2 separate regions of the Pan troglodytes genome follow, and region 2 is linked to region 1. The links are chromatin contacts, called in public Hi-C maps. All regions are on one chromosome and are shown on one strand. The core of a region is the stretch at or near the end of the contact, and the rest is flanking DNA. Distances in the headings are between cores, read along the strand shown. Region 1 has its middle 19 kb from the start of CGNL1. Region 2 overlaps CGNL1 (cingulin like 1).

Region 1 (6,362 bases), core at 2,619-5,118:
CATTTTCTGAATTTTTTTTTTTTTTTTTTTTTTTTTTTTTGGAGACAGAGTCTCACTCTGCCTCCCAGGCTGGAATGCAATGGTGCAATCTTGGCTCACTGCAACCTCCACCTCCCAAGTTCAAGCAATTATCCTGCTTCAGCTTCCCGAGTAGCTGGGATTGCATGCCAGTGCCACCACACCCGGCTAATTTTTGTATTTTAGTAGAGATGGGGTTTCACCATGTTGCCCAGGCTGGTCTCTAACTCCTGACCTCAAGTGATCTGCCCACTTTGGCCTCCCAAAAGTTCTGTCACCCAGGCTAGAGTGCAGTGGCGCCATCTCAGCCCACTGCAACCTCTGCCTCCCAGGTTCAAGCGATTCTCCTGCCTCAGCCTCCCAAGTAGCTGGGACTACAGGCACACACCACCACACCCAGCTAATTTTTGTATTTTTAGTAGAGACGAGGTTTCACCATGTTGGCCAGGCTGCATTTTCTGAAATCTGCTTTCCCTGTTGGTAATCTCCCTGTGCAGGTTCTGGGGTCTCATTAGCTAATGACTGTTTTTTTGTTTTTGTTTTCTGAGAGGAAGTTTTGCTCTGCTGCCCAGGTTAGAGTGCAATGCACAATCTCGGCTCAGTGCAACCTCCATCTTCCATCTCCCGGGTTCAAGCGATTCTCCTGCCTCAGCCTTCCAAGTAGCTGGGATTACAGGCACCTGCCACCATGCCCAGCTAATTTTGTATTTTTAGTAGAGACTAGGTTTCATCATATTGCCCAGGCTGGTCTCAAACTTCTGTCCTCAAGTGATCTGCCCACCTCGGCCTCCCAAAGTGCTAGGATTACAGGCCTGAGCCATTGTGCCCGGCCTCATTAGCTAATGACTTTGAATAAGTTATTTATACATATGTGCCCTCATTTACTCATGTCTAAAATGGTAATGATATGATAATAGTAACTACCTCATAGGATAATTACTATTTATTTCATTGTGAGAAACTATGAAATAAAATATCTTTGCCTTTATGAACTATAAGGTGATTTAGTTTTTTGGGGTTTTGGTTTTTGAGACAGAGGATAGATAGTATATTTACATAATTTAAAAAGGTGTACACAGAGAAGCCTCACTCTCACTCTGCCCCATTCACACATTCCTCATCTGGTCGCCCATAAGTAACAGTTTTTATTCATTTCTCATTTATCTTTCCAGTGCTTTTATAAGCAAATACAAGCAAATTAAAATAAAATATAAATACTTATTTCTCTAATATTCTTATGGAAAAGAAGCATACTATGTACTTTCTGACCCTCGATTTTTTTCAACTTTTCATCTTGAAATGATTTCAGACTTGAAAAAAATTTGGAAAAGTAGTATAAAGAATTCCCATAATCCTTCACCCAAATCTCCCAAGTGTTGACATCTTACATCACCCAAAGTACAAAGATCAAAATCAGGAAACTGGTCGGGCGCAGTGGCTCACGCCTGTAATCCCAGCACTTTGGGAGGCCAAGGCAGCCAGATCACTTGAGATCAGGAGTTTGAGACCAGCCTGGCCAACAGGGTGAAACCCCATCTCTACTAAAAATACAGAAATTAGCTGGGCATGGTGGCACGCACCTGTAATCCCAGCTACTCGGGAGGCTGAGGCAGGAGAATCGCTTGAATTCAGGAGGTGGAGGTTGCAGTAAGCCAAGATGGTGCCACTGCATCCAGCTTGGGTAACAGCCAGACTCCGTCTCAAAAAGAAAAAAAAAAAAATCAGGAAATTAACATAAAGGCAATACTACTATATAATTGACAGAGCTTATTAAATTGTCACTAGTTGTCTATCTAGTTATCTAACTTCTCCTTTCTTCTTCAGGAGCCACTCAGGATCCCACACTGCACTTAGTGGTCAGGTCTGTGGTCTTCCCCCATCTGTGATAATTCCTCTATCTTTCCTTGTCTTTCATGATCTTGACATTTTTGAGGAGTACTGGTCAGTTACTTTGTAGAATCTCCCTCATTTGGAGTTTATCTGATGTTTTCTCAAGATTAAATGTAGGTTATCCATCCTTTGAAGAATATCACCAAGGTAACAAACCCTCAATGCATATTGTTAGTGGGATAGGATGCTGCTATGTCCTACCACTGGTGATGTTAACCTTGGTCGCCTGGTTAAAGTTGTGTCTGCTGGGTTTCTTCACTGTAAAGGTACTATTTTTACCTTTGTAATTAATAAATATCTTGGAAGAGATAGTTTAAGGCTACGCAAATATCCTGATTCACCTCAAATTTTTGCCCAGTCATCTTAACATCTATTAGTAGATTGTGCCTGTAATAATTATTACTGTAGTGTTTGCCTAATGGTGATTTTTTATTTCCCTCATTAATTATCATGATTTCCTCATTTATTATTATAAGTAATTGAAATTCTATCTAGAGAATTACTGTCCTTTCTCATCCATTTGTTTGCTTGTTTATATGAGTATGGACTCATGGATATTTATTTTATGGATTATAATACCATCATTATTTTATTGCTCAAATTGTCCCAGCTTGGCCACGGGGAGCTCTTTCAGGTTGGGTCCTGCACACTTGTGACCTGCCCCATCCTTTCATGAGCACTTCCTTACTTTCTTGCATTTCAAGATGTTCCAGGCTCTTCTTGTGTTTTCCCTGCCTAGGAGCCTGGAATCAATCACTGCTCCAGGGAGGCCTGGTTCCTTTTATTTAGAAACAAAAATCTGGGCACTGAGTGTGTTTATTGTCACTGGATGTCATTGCTTCTAGGGCCTCATAGAGAACAGAGCTTGAAATAATACATATGTATACTAAGCCATGCACATCTATATTTCTGTAACTGTATATACATAAAATGTTAAAAAACAAATTCATACTGTGATATCTCAGATTCCAATCCAGCATGACAGGGTTCATTGTAGCCCCCCTTCCTCTTATTTGTAACTTCTTTGGCGGTGAGAAACCTGGCTCTCAACATCTTTAATACATTTACAGATGACCCTTGAATAATGTGAGGGTTGGGATGCCACTCCTATGTGGAATCAAAAAACCACAGATAATTAAAAAAAAATTTTAATAGAGTCTTGCACTGTTGTCCAGGCTGGAGTGCAGTGGCACAATCATTGCTCATGGCAGCCTCAAACTCCTCAGCTTAAGCAATCCTCCTGCGTCAGCCTCCCAGTAGATAGGACTATAGGCACGCACCATGATACCTGGCTAAAAATCTACATATAACTTTTGACTCCCCATAAACTTAACTATTAATACTAATAGCATACTGTTGACTAGAAGCCTTACTGATAAGTTGATTTGCATGTATTTATTACATATTCTTAAAATACAGTTAGAGAAAATGAAATGTTCTTAAGAAAATCATAAAAAAGAGAAAATATATTTACTGTTCATTAAGTAGAAGGTGGTCATCCTAAAGGTCTTCATCCTCATCGTCTTTACACTGAGCAGGCTGAGGAGGAGAAAGAAGAGGGGTTGGTCTTGCTACCTCGAGGGTGGCAGAAGTGAAAGACAATCCTTGGATAAGTGCACCCTTGAAGTTTAAGCTTGTGTTGTTGAAGGGTCAGCTGTACCTATTTTTTCAGCTTTAGTATACACAGAAAGTAGTTGCAGAATTCCTAACCTCCACCCCCCGCCCATGAGAAGTGTATTAACCATACAGTATTTGTGTATCAAGTCAAAACCCTATTTTCCCTGGGTACTCAGGTTGGTTCTTTTCTTCCCTACCCCCTTCAGTGTGGTTATGTTATTCATCTGTATTATGGTTGGGTTCTTTTGTTTTTTTTTTTACTTTTAAGAGTCAGGGACTCACTCTGTCATTGAGGCTGGAATGTATGGAATGTAGTGGCATGATCTCAGCTCATTGCAGCCTCAATCTCCTAGGCTTAAGTGATCCTCTCGCCTCAGTCCCTGAGTAGCTAGGACTGCAGGCATGCGCCACCATGCCTGGCTAATTTTGTATTTTTTGTAGAGACGGGATTTTGCTATGTTCCCCAGGCTGGTCTCAAACTCCTGGGCTCAGGCAATCTGCCCACCTCGGCCTCCCAAAGTGCTAGGATTACCTGTGTGAGCCACCATGCCCAGCCTGGTTGGGTTTATTTGTAATTGGGTTCCATTTGGGGCTCCCAAACATCTTAATTTTTTAAAATTTACATTCAGTAAAATTCACTCTCCGTAGTTTGCAGTTCTATGAGTTTTGACAATGTAGAGTCATGTATCTACACCACAGTCATGCAACAGAACAGCTGCATCAGCACCCAAAATCCCTCATACAGCTTAATCAACCCCCCCACACCTCCTATTTTTGGCAACCACTGATCTGGTTTTTGTCCTTATAGTTTTGCCTTTTCCAGAATGTCATATAAGTGGATTTGAGTATGTAGACTTTGGGGTCTGGCTTCTCTCACTTAGCAGAATACATCCATTGTACTCTACAGGTCACAATCCACTGTTATTATTTCTCTTATTGCTCAGATTCCCTAGGTTTGGCTGTTTTGAGCCCTTTCAGGCTGGCTCCTGTGATCTTCTGACATGTTCTCACCATTTTTCTAGCATTTCCTTACTTCCAGGCACCATAAACTGGTTCAGGATCATCTTACACTTTCCCTTTCCCAGCCCTGGAGTCCTCACCCCATTTTTCCAAGGAGTGGTGGAGACCTTGAGAATCCCCCTCCAGTGGGCGAAACAGCCCACTCCAGAGAAGGCATGGAGAGAAACTCACTTATCCACTGGAGAGTACAAGAGAGGAGAGAGAGGAAATAGCTCGTCTCATCAGAAGATGTCCAGGTATAGGGATTAAATGCAGATGGGTAGTTAATATGTAATTCAAGCTGATGGTGGCGCATATCAATGCTGACACCATTAAGCATCTATAGCTTCTGTGATTCCCAGCAAGATTTCCAAACAGCATTAGGCATAAAAGGCTAGTCAAGGTTTCCAAATACCATGCCAAGCCTAGGAGGCCCCCTTCCATCTTGATATGTAGTCTCATTGCCTTTATACCAACTGTCCCCCCACCTCCCTGCCATTAATAGCCACAAGAGTGAAGCTACATTCATGGACTGAACCCCCACCAAGTCGGTCAATTACCTCAGTTGAGAACCCTCTTGATTTCTCCCTAAAAATTGTGTTTAAAACTTGTTTTTAAAATATTTTTTGACACCCCTTTGCTAAAGCAGTTTGTGTCAGGGGCAGCTGTGACAGTCACCTGGGGTTGCTACGGGAACGGTGTCCATGGATTGCAAGCGACACCTGGCTAGCGGTGGGCAGCTGGCGAGCTACATGGAAGGAGGGCTGTTTTTCCTTTGAAAGTAGAACATTTCTTCCTTCAGGTTGTGAACAGTTAGCCACGGGGGGTGGGATTTTACTTAGGAAAGAGAGGCTGCTGTGGGACTGGGCACCCACTTGCCATGGCGGCTGGGAAGGGAGAGGAGTCAGCAAAAACTGGCTGGGACTAACGTTCCGAGGACGCACTGGCTCAAGCTGCCCTTTACCAGCTAAGGCCAATGACTGTGGGTGAGGCAGGGAAACCAAGGGGAGCCCGGGGGTGAAGGATTGCAGTGGGGGTCAGGGAAACTGCAGGTAGGAGGAACTACACTGGGTGCCTCGGTTCCTGTTAGAGCTCCCTCCCTGCCCAGGGCCAACACCAGAGACCAGATCCCTGACCTGAACTACAGTCCCACTGCTGTACCCAGATGCCCTTGCAGTCATTCATAGTCACTTTGGGTGAATTGCATTTGTCAGTCGGACTGATCCCCACGTGTTCCTGCATTCCAGGCATAACGCAGAAGCCACTGCTCCCAAGAGCCTGCCCCTATGTGGCAGGCACTGGTTTGCATGAGACTCACGTGCCTGGGTCATTATAATAAGCCCCACTAAGATGGGACTCAGGTCAATGAGGACAGAGCATCTTGTAGTATAACAAGTAAGGGTTTATGGATGTTGGTCTTTAGATACTAAAAAATAATTGTTTTTGTAAATAGCAAAGGCAAAGGCAAGAGTAGCCAGTGTTAGCTAAGGCAGTGGAGTGGTTCTCAACCCGGGCTGCACATCAGCGTCACCTGGGGAACTGTTTCAGCCCAGTGATTCTGTGGCTCTAGAGTGCAGCCTGGCTTGGATTTTTAAATACTCCCCTCGAGTGATTCTTAATGGGTGGCCAAAATAGAGAACTCCTACTCTAAAGTAGAATAACCTCTAAGCTAAAGAAAATTTGGACCCCATGAGTATAACAGATACTATCATACCTTGGAGGTAGCATGCCATAATGTGGTCCAGTTCTTTATTAGACGAAAGTTTCCTCGAAGCTGAATCTGCATTTACACACATTATATCACCCTCTGGAAACAGAAGTAAGAGTCAGGAAAGCAG
Region 2 (6,362 bases), core at 1,975-4,474, 170 kb before region 1:
AATTGCCAAAGTGGATTGACAAGCAATGGGCACCTCTATCCCTAAATATTATTCTATTTATCACAATAAAACACCCAGGATTCCTGTGAGTGACTAACTGTCTGTGAACGGCCCCCAGGTAGTGATCAAAACCTATAGGGAAGCTAGAAAACCCTCACCCAGGAGCCAAGCATCTCAAAGGCCAACTTGGATTGGAGCTGGGCCCTGCACCGAAGCGTCCTGTTTATTCAGTGGTTCCTGATGCCTCCAAGACCAGTCTCACTATAGTCAGACATCACTCAGGATCCACAAGAGCTGCATTTACATACAACAGCCACCTGAGTTTACAGAAAATGTGTGTCGTTAGGAGAGCTCTTGAGTCTTGAAAATTAATTTAAGTGCTAGTGAAGGAGCAGGCAAGACGTAGTCACAGCAAGATGGTCCTGCTAGCCGCCTCTTAGGGGACGAAACACCCCTCAAGTGCATCTCATGGTAGCAGGGTCTTCAGAGCCATTCATTTTGTAATTAATGAGAAAATAGCTAAATATTGCAAAGGGGCAAATGAAGCTTAGCTATGCCACTCCTTCTAGACCTAAGTCGGCCAAAGGAAACGATCTCTTTAGTCAGGATATAGCAGTGGAAATGACCTAACAACCCAATCACCAGCTAAAAGCACCTCTTTATAAGACTCTCTTCTTGCCTAAAAGCCATACTGCACAGAACCCAGCAGGAGTGTTAAGGGTGCCGGCCAGGGCCATTACTCCAAAGGTTCTTCCTCCACTGCCTGAAGGGGCTTTAGCTTGTTTTGAGCCAGGTTGTTTAAGGCCCTAGAATAATCAGTTTCTAGTTAAGTGGGTTGACCTTAGCTTGCCTTAAAATTACCTCCCCTAAAGAGATCAGAGACAGGACATTAGCAAAATGTACAGCAGTCCAACAAAAGAGCAATAAAACTGTAATCAGGTTATTCTGGTCTCTAAAAGAGGCCCATCTAATAAAATCTTCAATGACTTAAACAACACTCCCTAGATATAAACAGCTTCTAAGTCCCCTGGACGTTTTAAAAATTATTTCTGTTTATTTGCAAAGTTGAATCAGGAATTCCATTGATTTTGAATTTAAGCCATCTCTCCATGGCCTTGAGCACTGTCTTTTATCAAAACTTTGACAATTTTAACTTCTCTGAAAAGACTGAGACTATTTTTTAGTGTCTCTCTCAATTCCATTTTTTCAGTGTCTCTCCCTCTCTCTAAATTCTACTGGGGCGTGTGTGTGTGTGTGTGTTTCTGGGAGTTAGTTTTGCTCCTAAGAATTATTCTTTTTTAAAAGTTCAGATGGAGTGATTCTAAGGTTCTTCTTGTCAACCTCAGTGAACTGTTCACACTTAGATTCTGTTACTTCATTTACATTTTTCTAATATGTGGTGTTTTCAGCTTGTGACTAGATCACCCCCATCTGGTGAGTGCATTCAGCACTTTCTGATATGCTGTCTTGGACTATGTACATACTATGTATACGACAGTAAATTGAGCCACAGTGTGCTGCGAGCTCTGGCAAAGCCCAATAACCTATAAGGGAAAATGGGCCAGAAACAGGAAGCAAGAATGGAGAATGTGGTGTGGCAAATGAAGGACGACGATTCCTAGGAGGCTCCTCTCTGGACATGCAGCAGTCTGGTTCCTTCTAGTTAGCTGGAAGCACTGCCCCAAAGAACAAACAGAAAAGGAACTATCTGTGCCCTTAGGCAAAATCACCTAATGTCCCTGGGAATCTGTTCCATTTCCTCTCAAGACAATGAGAATGTTAGACTAAATTATATCCATCATTCCTTCTAGCTCTGATGTCCAGAGTCTATAAATGACTGGCCCCTTCCTTCAATCAAGAAATAACCTCACTAAACCCAGCTGCGGGAGAGAATAAAAACCCAAGACTTCCCAAAGGCTGAGCTGAGAGCAAAGAGGCTGCTTCTCTCGTGGCCCAGCCTCGCTCTCTGCAGGTCCCCCAGCTCACACTGTGCGGCCCACAGACCTCCATCTGCTTGACCAGTCTGCTGCGGTCATCTTTGAGGTGACTCTTGGCTTCCAGCTCATACTCCAGGTCCTTCAGCGTCTGCTCCAGAAGCTGCCTTTTTGTGAGTGCTTCATCCTGAGCTCTCTGGTAGTCCCGTAACTCTTCCTCCATCAGACGCATCTAGGAGGAGAGACAGCTGGGATGGTTTTCTGGGGTGCATCAAGGGCATAGAGACCTCCACAGACAGTGCACAGGCTGACCCCACCAAAAGGAAGATCAGCTGGACCCCCACAATATGGGAGATCAGAAGACCTTGAGGAAGTCCTACCTCCCTCTGGGCCTCACTTTCCTTTTTGTAAAAAGAGGGGCTTTTCCAGCTACAGGCAGCAACCTATTAGTTTACAAATTCTATTTGGTAGATGTTGACCAGCATTTTTTAATTAAATAGAACAGAAAAAATAGCAGAGTATTAGCAAATACTGATTTGCAAATCTTTTGTGCTAGACATTCATATATTTGTGCAGATGCGTGTATTCCTGGGTTGCAAGATATAGTTTTTTTCTGTCTTTTTTTTTGAGATGGAGTCTTGCTTTGTTGCCCAGGCTGGTGTGCAGTGGTGCGATCTTGGCTAACTGCAGCCTCCATCTCCTGAGTTCAAACAATTCTCCTGCCTCAGCCTCCCAAGTAGCTGGGATTACAGGTGCATGCCACCACACTGAGCTAATTTTTGTATTTTTAGTACAGATGGAGCTTCACCATGGTGGCCAGGCTGGTCTCGAACTTCTCAACTCAGGTGATGCCCGCCTCAGTCTCCCAAAGTATTGGGATTGCAGGCATGAGCCACCGTGCCCAGCTGAATGCAAAATGTCGTTTTTACTAGGTCATGTTAAAAACTCTCAAGAGCCCCTTAACTAAATACATGTTTCCCAGGGGGTAATTTATTGTCTACCTATATCACTGTCACCTCAAAAGAGGTTTCAACTCAGTGAAAAAGAACACACAACTGAATTAATGACCGCAAAGCAACCTACTGGCAAAAAACCTAACAACATACACAGGCACATTAGGGAAAGCCACTGCTTTGTAGAAGAACATGATTAGCTAGCTTAATTTATAACGTTGTTTTTTTTCCATCCACAAGGTGGCACTCAACTAACAGCTTTGAAGAAAGTGCAACAGACAAAACAGCTTGATTCACAAGGGCCAGTCTGTGTCTTGAACTTCTCTAGAAGCTCCCTGGGGAGACCAGCCAGCTCAGGGCACAGTAGGTCTTCCTTAAACATCTGTGTAGGCTGATCTGGTGAAGCCACAGGCTGTCTGCTTTGTTCTAAGTGTCCTACCCTCTTGGAGTTGGTACTAGTATTGAGTAGAGCTAGTCTCAGGAATAGAATACACCAGGGGGTCTGTTTCCTTAAGAGTATATGAAAGCGAATGGCCATCTCCACTACAGAATGCCACCCTTCTGCAGTGTCTGTCACAGGAGAGTTGGAAAGCCCCAGTAGTTGAGGACAGCTTTGGAGAACCCGTGGAAAAACTTGAGGAAATGTGTTCTTCTCTGGGAGGCTGACAGGAGCACCGGGCATTTCTACGAGAACAGCCTAGCCTTGAAGATGACATCACCAGATGAAGACCCACATCGGTTTTGGTGGTTACCATGACAGAAAGTACATGAAAGCACAGAATGAAAATCACCCCATGGAAAACAGTGATGGGACATTTTCTGGATACAGAGGATGTGCTATATTCCGGAGTGTTAAAAAAAAACAAAAAACAAAAACAAAAACGCTCTATGACTCAGTTTCCTCATTCACAAAATTGGGATAATTATAAAATCAGCCTTTTAAAGCTATTATGAGAATCAAATGAGATAATACCCAAAAAGAACATGAGTGTGAGGGTCAGAAAGAATGACAGGCAAATGTGCAGCCTGCGTTTCCTTCCTGTCCCCCTTCCCAATGCCCAGCGTGCCCTCCTCCACTGCTCAGCACAGCCCCACCTTCCACACCCAGCAGGTCCCTCCTAACACCCGGTAAGGGCCCCGTCATACTCAGAGCCCTTGACGAGGGCCGGCAGAAGACGAGGGCCGGCAGAAGAGATTAACTAGCATGGTGTCTGTGAACAATGTATCCTGAATCATAAGCAAGCAAACAACTTTTGAACTTCCTAGTGCTACATTTAAGTAGTTAAAATCACCCTTTGCTAAAAGAGATTTAGAAAATAAACTGAACAATGGTAATCACTAAGTCTCGATTCTCTAAAGATCATGCTTGTCAGAGGTAGAATGGGTGAAAAATGCCTATTTCTCTCAAAGCAAAGGCAGCCACTATTAGAGTACTTAGAAAGGACTCCTGTAGCTTTTGGGGTTTTTTTTAACCAAGATCTTCAACCAGCTCAATCAAAACACAAGCAGAGGGGCAGTGAACAGAGTTGAGCTTGAGTTTTTTAAGGATCCAGAGTGACCTTGGCTTGTTAATTCACTTTTGTTTTAAACAACTCCATCACTCTACCATCTTAGTCAAGGGTGGTATCTCACTGCAGTTTCCCTGCAGAATGATGAGGTGTCCATGTCTGTTGCTCACATGGAAACAGTGTCTCACAGGGCTGCATCAGTGAGAAAAATCCAGGAAGGGCCATCTTTATTTCCCTTGCAAGGAATCCTTTTTTTTTTTTTTTTTTTTTTGGAAGGACTGCTCTTTTATAAACAATACTGGTCTCCATCTGGCCTTAACTAGTCTCTCCGGACCTCAGTTTCCTTATCTAACTAGAGGATCTCTATGTTTCCTTCCAACCCAAGGATTCTATCATAAAAATCTTATATAAAACGCAACGGGAAGTACTTTTCAGGGGTCACTGTGACACTGTGATCTTTTGAAGTCAAATCAGACCAGGTGCTTGTTGGTGTTCTGGCAGATACCTGAATCCTTCTGCCTCTGTGCTGTAGTAATGAACGTGATTTTTTTTTTAATACCAAAGAGAACTGTGATGTAAGTGCGCTAATTTCACTTCTTACTTGGAGTCCTGTATCATATAACCCTGAGCCAAAGGGGATCCATTATCAGGGGCCTTTCAAGAGTGTTCTAGAAGCCTGCAATAAATATCTATTGTTCTTTTACACAGTTTCAGCACTGACTCATGGGTGACTTTTCTTTGATCATCAAAGAAATTAAAGTTTGTTTTTTAAAGAAAAAAAATGTTTTCCTGTGGAATCTTGGTGCTCTCGGCACTGTTCATGAAAAACAATAAGCCCCTAAAATTAAAGAAAAGGAAATTAATATTTATGAAGTGTCCAGGATGTACAGACTCGCTGCTACACAGTCTCACATATTATCTCATTTAATTAAGTCACTAATATTTGGTATATTTTTAAAGAGGTAGAAACATATGCTCAGAAAACTGGGGTTAAGTTGCTCAAGGTGACCCAGTTGGCAAGAGGTATAGCTAGAAATCAGCATAGGCTGTACTTACATTTTGAAGCCTCCAGCTTTCCATTAAAACAATCAAAAACATCCCCTTTCTTTTTCTCAGTTCTTGAGAGGCCAAGCCTGAAGGGAGCTAGCATTTGGGTTTCTTTGCTCAATTATTCTTACATATAAAACCAATGTTTTAATCATTTCAATACTCATAAATTCCTGAGGATTTCTTTTATTCGCCATTATTGTTGTTGTGAAACTCTTGTCCGCCACCCTCATGCCAATAAAAGTCTGTATTTTCAAAAATCAATGGCCAAAAAACAGTCAGTTACTGTAATCCCTATTCTAGGATTAAATTAAAACATGAAAGCATATAAATAAATCATCTGGACACAGCTGGGCACATCATGGCTGCTCCATAAATGGCAGCTAAACATTTTAGGCAAAAAATTGTAGATTCATCAAGAAAATGGTCAGGTTAAAGCTGTGTCCATTTAGCCTCACAGTCCGCCAGTGGGTCCTTTGTGCTCCAGAATGCCATTTGCCCACAGAACCCACCCAGAAGGTGAAGAATGAAGAGTCAAGCACCAAAGCTGTCTCACGAATCTACCCCCAAGTCCCTCACAGAAGACTTTCAGGGCAAAGGATATTTTGAATAAGGGATAAAGGAAGAACTTATCTGGCCAGGCATTACCTCATCCTGCATTTTCATGGCTGTCAGTCGGGACTTTTCTGCCTCCAGGGTTTTCTCCTTCAACTGTCTTTGCATTTCTGCGAGCTCCCTGCGGTTTTTCTCCTTATACTCATCCAGCTGGTTCTGGAGCTCCAGGGTTGAGGTACGGGAGGCCTCAACAATGTCTGCCATCTAGAAGAAGTGACACGGGTGTGAGCCCACCCTGGGATGCTCTGAGACCAGGGTCTGGGTCCCATTTCAACACACAGCACATCTCCTCTTCTCCCTTTCTT

The links. Hi-C and Micro-C count contacts between places; a contact is called where the count stands out from the background.
Region 2: a contact with region 1 is called in a Hi-C map of stem cell-derived neural progenitor cells, with 3 times the contacts expected there. The contact joins two enhancer-like sites. A contact is called at or near these places in 5 of 7 Hi-C or Micro-C datasets (blood, induced pluripotent stem cells, a lymphoblastoid cell line and 1 more) and 1 of 1 other capture datasets (stem cell-derived neural stem cells).

Annotation. Positions count from the first base shown.
Region 1 is chr16:49,366,052-49,372,413 of NHGRI_mPanTro3-v2.0_pri, reverse strand. No RefSeq gene overlaps it. Among named protein-coding and RNA genes, the nearest start is that of CGNL1, 19 kb to the left of the region's middle. Within about 2 kb of position 3,868, at least 5 of the 24 cell types and tissues checked have an H3K27ac peak or open chromatin away from gene starts, as enhancers often do. A contact at or near this core is called in stem cell-derived neural progenitor cells, where this site is marked.
Region 2 is chr16:49,536,198-49,542,559 of NHGRI_mPanTro3-v2.0_pri, reverse strand. CGNL1 (cingulin like 1) reads right to left here. Exons shown (of 18, transcript XM_054666969.1): 11 at 6,091-6,261; 12 at 2,005-2,166. Among named protein-coding and RNA genes, the nearest start is that of MYZAP, 64 kb to the left of the region's middle. Within about 2 kb of position 3,224, at least 2 of the 24 cell types and tissues checked have an H3K27ac peak or open chromatin away from gene starts, as enhancers often do. A contact at or near this core is called in stem cell-derived neural progenitor cells, where this site is marked.